2 separate regions of the Zea mays genome follow, and region 1 is linked to region 2. Evidence: chromatin contacts called from public Hi-C data. All regions are on one chromosome and are shown on one strand. Each heading gives the region's core, a stretch centred on a gene start, on an enhancer-like site or on the middle of the called end of the contact. The rest is flanking DNA. Distances are from core to core; before and after follow the strand shown. Region 1 has its middle 64 kb from the start of LOC103647058. Region 2 has its middle 51 kb from the start of LOC103647057.

Region 1 (3,322 bases), core at 233-2,732, 160 kb before region 2:
TTTCAGCGCCAGTGGGATGAGTGTTTTTTAAATAAATTGACGGATGTCATTGGACGGACGATAGATGACACAGATTTAAAATATGTACTAGTATAGTGACAGTGGGTTATAACGACATAAATATTATTTAATAAAATGTTGGAGCATAATTATTACATATAAATTATATTCATATAGGATATATGACCAAGTGCTATTTTTTATCTATTTTTATCATAAGTGCTGCTATAATTCATATTTTTTTATATTAGGCAGAGGGGCGACTAGAGATTGAGTGGGGCCATGGCGCGCGAGGAGGTAGAGAGGCTAGCGGCGGCTACTAGGATGGGCGTTCGGGTCATCCGAAAATTTTGGGTCGGTTAATTCGGGTTTTTAAAATTTCGGGTTTTGAGAATCGATACCCGAAATTACAACGGGTTTTGCAATACCCTAAAATTCGGGTACCCAAAATTTCGGGTTCGGATATTCCTGAACTACCCGAACTATTGTGTCGGCTTCATAACAACACATACATTCTATTAAATTAGTATAAAAATATAGTTTGAATAATGATATACATGTACATATAAAACACAAGCAATCTACAATCACAAATTATGCACACTTACACATAATTATAAATGTACAAATTAATAATTAAGCATGACATAAGTACATGACACATGAAAGTTCGGGTAATTCGAGTACCCGATTGTGATACCTGAATTACCCGAAATAAATTCGGGTTTTACAAGTTGCTACCCGAAATTCCCGAACAAAATTCGGGTTTCGGGTTCGGGTTCGGGTTCGGGTATTCCGGGTTTGAGTTTCGGGTTACGGATTTTTTAGCCCAGCCCTAGCGGCTAGGACGCTAAGAGCGAGCGAGGAAAGGTGACGACGGGGGAGAGGAGGGCGGTGGCTGTGTGGCCTAAGGCGCGTGCGTTGCTTTAAGTCGATGTAACACCAAAAATCCTATTTTATAATTTAAAAAGTTTTTCCAAAAGAGCTGAACCAAAATATATTTTAATCAGAATTTTCTTACTTTTAAAGATACTTCTCCCAAAAAATATGTTTTCTAATAAGGATTAAATAAAAGGATTATTTTTATATAAGAATTTAGTTATCCCTTATTGAAATATCTTTATAGGTGTTGTCTAAAGTAATAAAAGGTATTCTCTAAAGTATTTTTTATACACTAAGAAATTAATTCTTAAAATAACTATTTCTCTGAGTATGAGTTGCATATTTAAAATCTTTTGTTCAAATAAGTTAACAAATAAATTGATAAAATTATATACCTTGCATTCATGCCGGATTTTGTGTGTTGCATTTGTGCTTTAATTAAAGAGTCCAAGATAGAATTGAATTTGAATGAATAGAAATAGAAAATAAAATAAAAAGGAAAGAGAACTTACCTCATTGGGCCAAAACCACCCCTAGCCAGCCCAACTCTTCCCCTTTTCCCTCCCTCGCCGCCAGCCAAAGCCAGACTTCAATGCTGAAGTGTGAGACCTGCTTCCCGGTGTCGGCTGAGGTGCTGACGCATGCCATATACACGTTCGTCCGTGGCCACTGGTGTGTGGGTCTCGTGTGTCAGGATAATTGTCTTCCCCGCCGAGTCCGCCGGGAGCTCCAACAAAATAATGTCGTGTTCGCGCTCCCTATGCCAAGATCATGTCCCCCATTGTCCCTATATAACGCAACTTCGAGGGTGTTGGGAACTTATTCTCAAATGCTAAGAGTTAAGAACAAGGCAACACAGAAAATGTTAAACGTTAAAGTCCTTCGTCCTTCGAAGCATTATTTCACTTGAGATATAATGATTTTCGGACGAAGGTTATGAAGGACATACCTTCATAAACATTACATATCATAATGAAGAAGGAATTACATGGAATATAAAAGATAACATAAACAGTTATGTGTTATTATCAACTCATTTCTATTTTATTGCTATAGAAAAATAGGAATGACATCGGGTTACAAATGTACCTCTGACTTGAGAGAAGGTAAAAGTACAAGCGTGACGCAAAAGCAAATGCCAAGTCAGCGTGAACAGTACAGGGTTACTGTTCATCTATTTATAGGTACGGGACGTAATCCATGTAAAATTACACCTATGCCCTTTACATCTGCTAATAACTCTATAATAATTCATCAAGGTCTAAATAGCCTTTTCATCTTTAAGTCGGTTTCCCTTTCCATTATCATGCCGAAGCTCTTCTACACACAGCTTCGGCTCCGCGCCATCCTTCGTACCCCTTCTGTGCTTCTTCACGTTGTGGTTTTAACTCATGTCCGAAGATACCTGTTCACACATTATACTTCAGAAACATTGTTAAATCATGTTTTTGAGGACCTTCGGAAGCCGAAGGCCCCCAACAGTAGCCCCTCGCAATATTAATTTGTTAGGATAATAAATTCAGATTGCGATATGGACGAAGGCCCTAAGCTGAAGGTCCGAAAAAACACCTTTCTCTTGCTAGAATAGCAACAGTCAATGACAAGCGAGACCCTCCTGTTCTCAATGCACTAGACGTATAAATAAGAGCACACCGCGATGTCATTTGGTACGCTTTCTTTGCCATCTGCTCTTGCTTACTCAGTTTTTAGCTCTTGCGCAACAAGACTTGCTTAATTTGTAAGTTTTTTAAGCTTCGACTTTAAAAGCGGTTTTTAGCATTTCTGAAGATGTCCGAAGTTGTTGCTGAAACAAAGCTGAGCCTTCTTGAGGAGAAGAATCTTGGCTTTCTTGAATCAATATCAAAGACAAATACAGAAAAGATTACAAGGGAAATCTTGGAAGGTTTATCTGAAGATACTGGTGATAGTGACAGTTATGATGCGGAAAGTGGGGGGGAAGACTTAGAAGATCGACCCTAGCGGCCAAGCCTTGCAGTTTTTGGAAAATCAACCATTAAACAAAGCCATCTTGTCAATATGAGGGGTAGATATTTTCGGGATTTGTCTATTGTGAGGGCTGACGAAGGAGAGAAGACTTGTCCTACTCCCGAGGAAAATGAAGTCGTGATCTTCCAAAGCTTCTTCAAGGTTGGGCTTCGGTTTCCTCTAAGCAGTTTCGTGGTTGAAGTTTTGAAGATATTTGAAATCTGCCTACATCAAATTACTCCCGAAGCAATCAAAAGGATGGGAATCTTTGTATGGGCCGCAAGGAGCCAAGGCTTGGAGCCAAATGCAAAAAGTTTCTGCAGTATACACGAGCTGGTTTATGAGACAAAGCCTTGGGGTAAAGAGCAGTATCATAACAATTTTGGTTGTTATAGCTTTGGTGCCCGCTCTGGGTCAAGCTGTCCTGTGCCAACCTTTCGGAAGAGATAGCCCG
Region 2 (3,350 bases), core at 553-3,052:
GACGACTGTAGCAAAATGGTTCGTGCCGATCGCACGAGGGACAGTGGACAAGATTTACAGGTTCGGGCCGCTTAGAGGTGCGTAACACCCTACGTCCTGGTGAGTATGCTTGGTGAGCGGGGTTACAAGAGGGCTCTCTGGATTGAAGACACAGAGAGTTGATGTGGGTGGCTAAGTAAGATAGGGTCGATCGTTCTGAAGGGGTGCCCTCTAGGCCTTATATACTCGACCGTGGGGCAGTACACGTGGATATGATAACAACAAGTAGCTAAAAGGTAGTGAACCTCTTGAGTTTATCCCTACGTAAACCTTGCCGACTTATCCTCGCATGGCTCCGTTGCATGGGAGCTTCAGCACGGGAAAGTCGGGTCTCTGTTGCGATTTACTCGTTTGACGTTGTGGGCCGTCCGGGTTTGCACCAATCCGGTCTCACGTCGCTCTGCTTTGTTGGTTGTCTCTCCCCAGGCCCACGAAAGAATGACCTTACGATTTATTGGGCCCTTGGGCCTTTCGTGAGGTCTTTTACTCCTTTAGTGGACCCGGGGGATATCTATCCCCCACACTAACCACATCGACCTTTTCTGAGTTCCTATTTTACTGTTAATCCTTAGTTTAGATTATCTTTTTGGCTTAGGGTTGGCATTACCATTGATAGAACTTAGGTTTGGAGAATCGGTAAACTGGCTCCAAAACCAATGATAAATTTTTTTGTCTCTAGGAACTAGTTGATGTCCACTGAACCTATGGGATGCCACTTAAGGAGGTCCATTTATGGATTAAAACAAGCCTCTGGACAGTGGTATAACAAGTTTGATCAGACCATCAGAAAGTTTGGTTTAGAGGGAAAACAAGGAAGACAATTGCATTTATGCAAAGTTTAAGAAAGGAAAGTATATCTTCCTTGCTATATATGTCGATGATATACTCTTAGCTAGTAGTGATAAGGATCTACTGGCGAAAACAAAAAAGGTTTCTTTTCTCGAAATTTGATATGAAATACATGGGAGAAGCCTCTTATGTTCTAGGAATAGAAATTCACAGAGATAAACATAAGGGAGTATTAGAACTCTCACAAAAGTCATACATAGAAAATATATTGAAAATGTACAATATGCATCAGTGTAAGGCCTCGCCTGCTCCAATAGTCAAAGGGTGATAAGTTCAGGGATTATTATCAGTGCCCCCAAGAATCAGTATAAGAAAAAACAATATGAAATTAGTACCACATGCTTCAGCTATCAGAAGCATTATGTATGCTCAAGTATGTACTCGCCCTGACTTAGAATTTATCACCGGGATGCTTGTAAGATATCAGAAAAATCCAAGCATAGATCACTAGAAAGTAGTCAAGAAGGCTCTAAGGTACCTGCAAGGTACTAAAGGCCTCATGCTTACGTACATAAAATCTAGTTACTTGCAAATAGTTGGCTATGCAGGTACTGACTCGGAAGGTTGTATAGATACAATAAAGTCCACTTTAGGGTATATATTTACTCTTTGGGGGAGCTATTTCTTGGAAGAGTTGCAAACAGACATTGAGGTCTGTTCCCGTTATTAGTCGGTTATCGAGTTAATCCCGCAAGAAATCCGAAACCATAACTGATTTTGTGCATGCGCGTATAGTCTGCACGGTCTTTTTTTTTGTTATTACTCAACAACTACTAACCGTGGGTAGAGCACGAGTAGCACTAGTAAGTTCGTAGTAACTACAAGGTAAGACCCTACTGAACACAGTAGCTCAATCGGCAAACTGTACATGCATGTTGGATGTTGCGTCACGGCAGGCAGCGAATGAGTACGCTGCGCGCGCAGGGGGCCGGGGGCGTACCGCGTACGTGCACGGCGGCGCCAGAGTATCCACTGTTGAGTATTCATACGGTATCCTTCTTGTTTATATTGACCAGTCTACTCAGGTGAAAGTCATTGGTATACCATATATATATATATATATATATATATATATATATATATATATATATATATATATATATATATATATATATATATATATATATCACTTTTCTTGTATTGACCAGTCGTCGTCGTAGGGTGTCAGGTCGTGGGCCCTCTCCTGGCTGCTGCTGTCATTCATCATCGGATTCAGGATTCAGAGCTCTGGCAGCGGCTCCATTCATCGTCGGCGGCAGTCGCCACTTGCAAGCACAGGCAGCGGGAGGACGCCGGCAACAGCACAGGCACAGGCACAGGCACAGCAGCAGGCCCACTCCATCGCTGCCACCAACTGGGCCACGTTGGCTCCGGCCCAGGCCCATCCGCGGATCCTGGCTCCCGCACGTGGTGAGGTTAGAATCAACTAGGACGGCACCCCTGCTGTGTGTCCAGAGCCAGACAAAAGCTTGGCCGCGGGCAATGATAAGCATGGCGCGCGAGATCTGGTCTCAGCTTGAAATCATGAGGGTCTCCTAATCAGAAGCCCATGCATGCATGCATCGACCAACCAACATGATCGACTTATCACTTATCAGGTGCAGTGAGCCAGCATGCGAGCGTTGCACACCTAATTAAAACAAACAAGGGCATAGTGTTCTCTAGCTACCTGCAAAAAAAAAAAAAAAAAAAAAAAAACTTAGGGCATGAGATCAACTTACTACTCTTAACTCTAGCTGTGTGGTAGGTACTGACGGAGCGATATTGTGCGCTACTACTCTAGAACAGTGATGGGTGAGGAGAAGCCACAATGTCAATACAACACAAATTTAGGACTTAACATGTGTCTTACCATATTCATTGTACCAATCAGAGCAGTAACCAATCAGCTATAGTCTTCTATCTCAAATATAGAGCTAAGATACTATGTCTTCGTTAAGATACTTGAGTTTTTTTACACACTCGAAAACACAGTTCTGTATCTGCCTTGCCGCGGGCGATTCTTGCACGTACGCACCGCAGCGCGGAAACCGGCGAACATTCTCCGCGAGAGTTGGATGTGTCCAAATGAACCCCGCCGAGATCTCCATTCTCCGGTCCAGGCGGCATTGCACAGGGCTCCCATGCGCTGGGCAGGGCTGGCAGCCTGGCACTCAAGCCGACATCATCATCAGCCTTTCCCAACGTACTCTCTACATATATATGCGGCCCGTGAATGTGTTTTGCTGCTGGAGATCGAGACGCACAGACACAGTGTGTGTGTGAGAGAGAGAGAGAGAGAGAGAGAGAAATTGAATAGCCTGTGTTTGATTGATATTCTCGGCCGTGATTAGGACCGTTGCATGTTCTGCCCGCGAGACCGTATACGTGCATCTGAGGAGCCTGAAACCACATGAGGTCTCCTGCTGATCAGAAAACCGGCCCATGCATGCACTGCATCCTAACGTTGCTTGCATTCCATG

What was found. A called contact is a pair of places that touch in the nucleus more often than the background predicts.
Region 1: a Hi-C map of leaf shows a contact between it and region 2, with 6 times the contacts expected there. The contact joins two enhancer-like sites. A contact is called at or near these places in 2 of 25 Hi-C or Micro-C datasets (ear and leaf).

The regions. Positions count from the first base shown.
Region 1 is chr2:145,646,176-145,649,497 of Zm-B73-REFERENCE-NAM-5.0, reverse strand. No RefSeq gene overlaps it. Among protein-coding and RNA genes, the nearest start is that of LOC103647058, 64 kb to the left of the region's middle. Within about 2 kb of position 1,482, at least 9 of the 20 cell types and tissues checked have an H3K27ac peak or open chromatin away from gene starts, as enhancers often do. A contact at or near this core is called in ear and leaf, where this site is marked.
Region 2 is chr2:145,483,218-145,486,567 of Zm-B73-REFERENCE-NAM-5.0, reverse strand. No RefSeq gene overlaps it. Among protein-coding and RNA genes, the nearest start is that of LOC103647057, 51 kb to the left of the region's middle. Within about 2 kb of position 1,802, at least 15 of the 20 cell types and tissues checked have an H3K27ac peak or open chromatin away from gene starts, as enhancers often do. A contact at or near this core is called in ear and leaf, where this site is marked.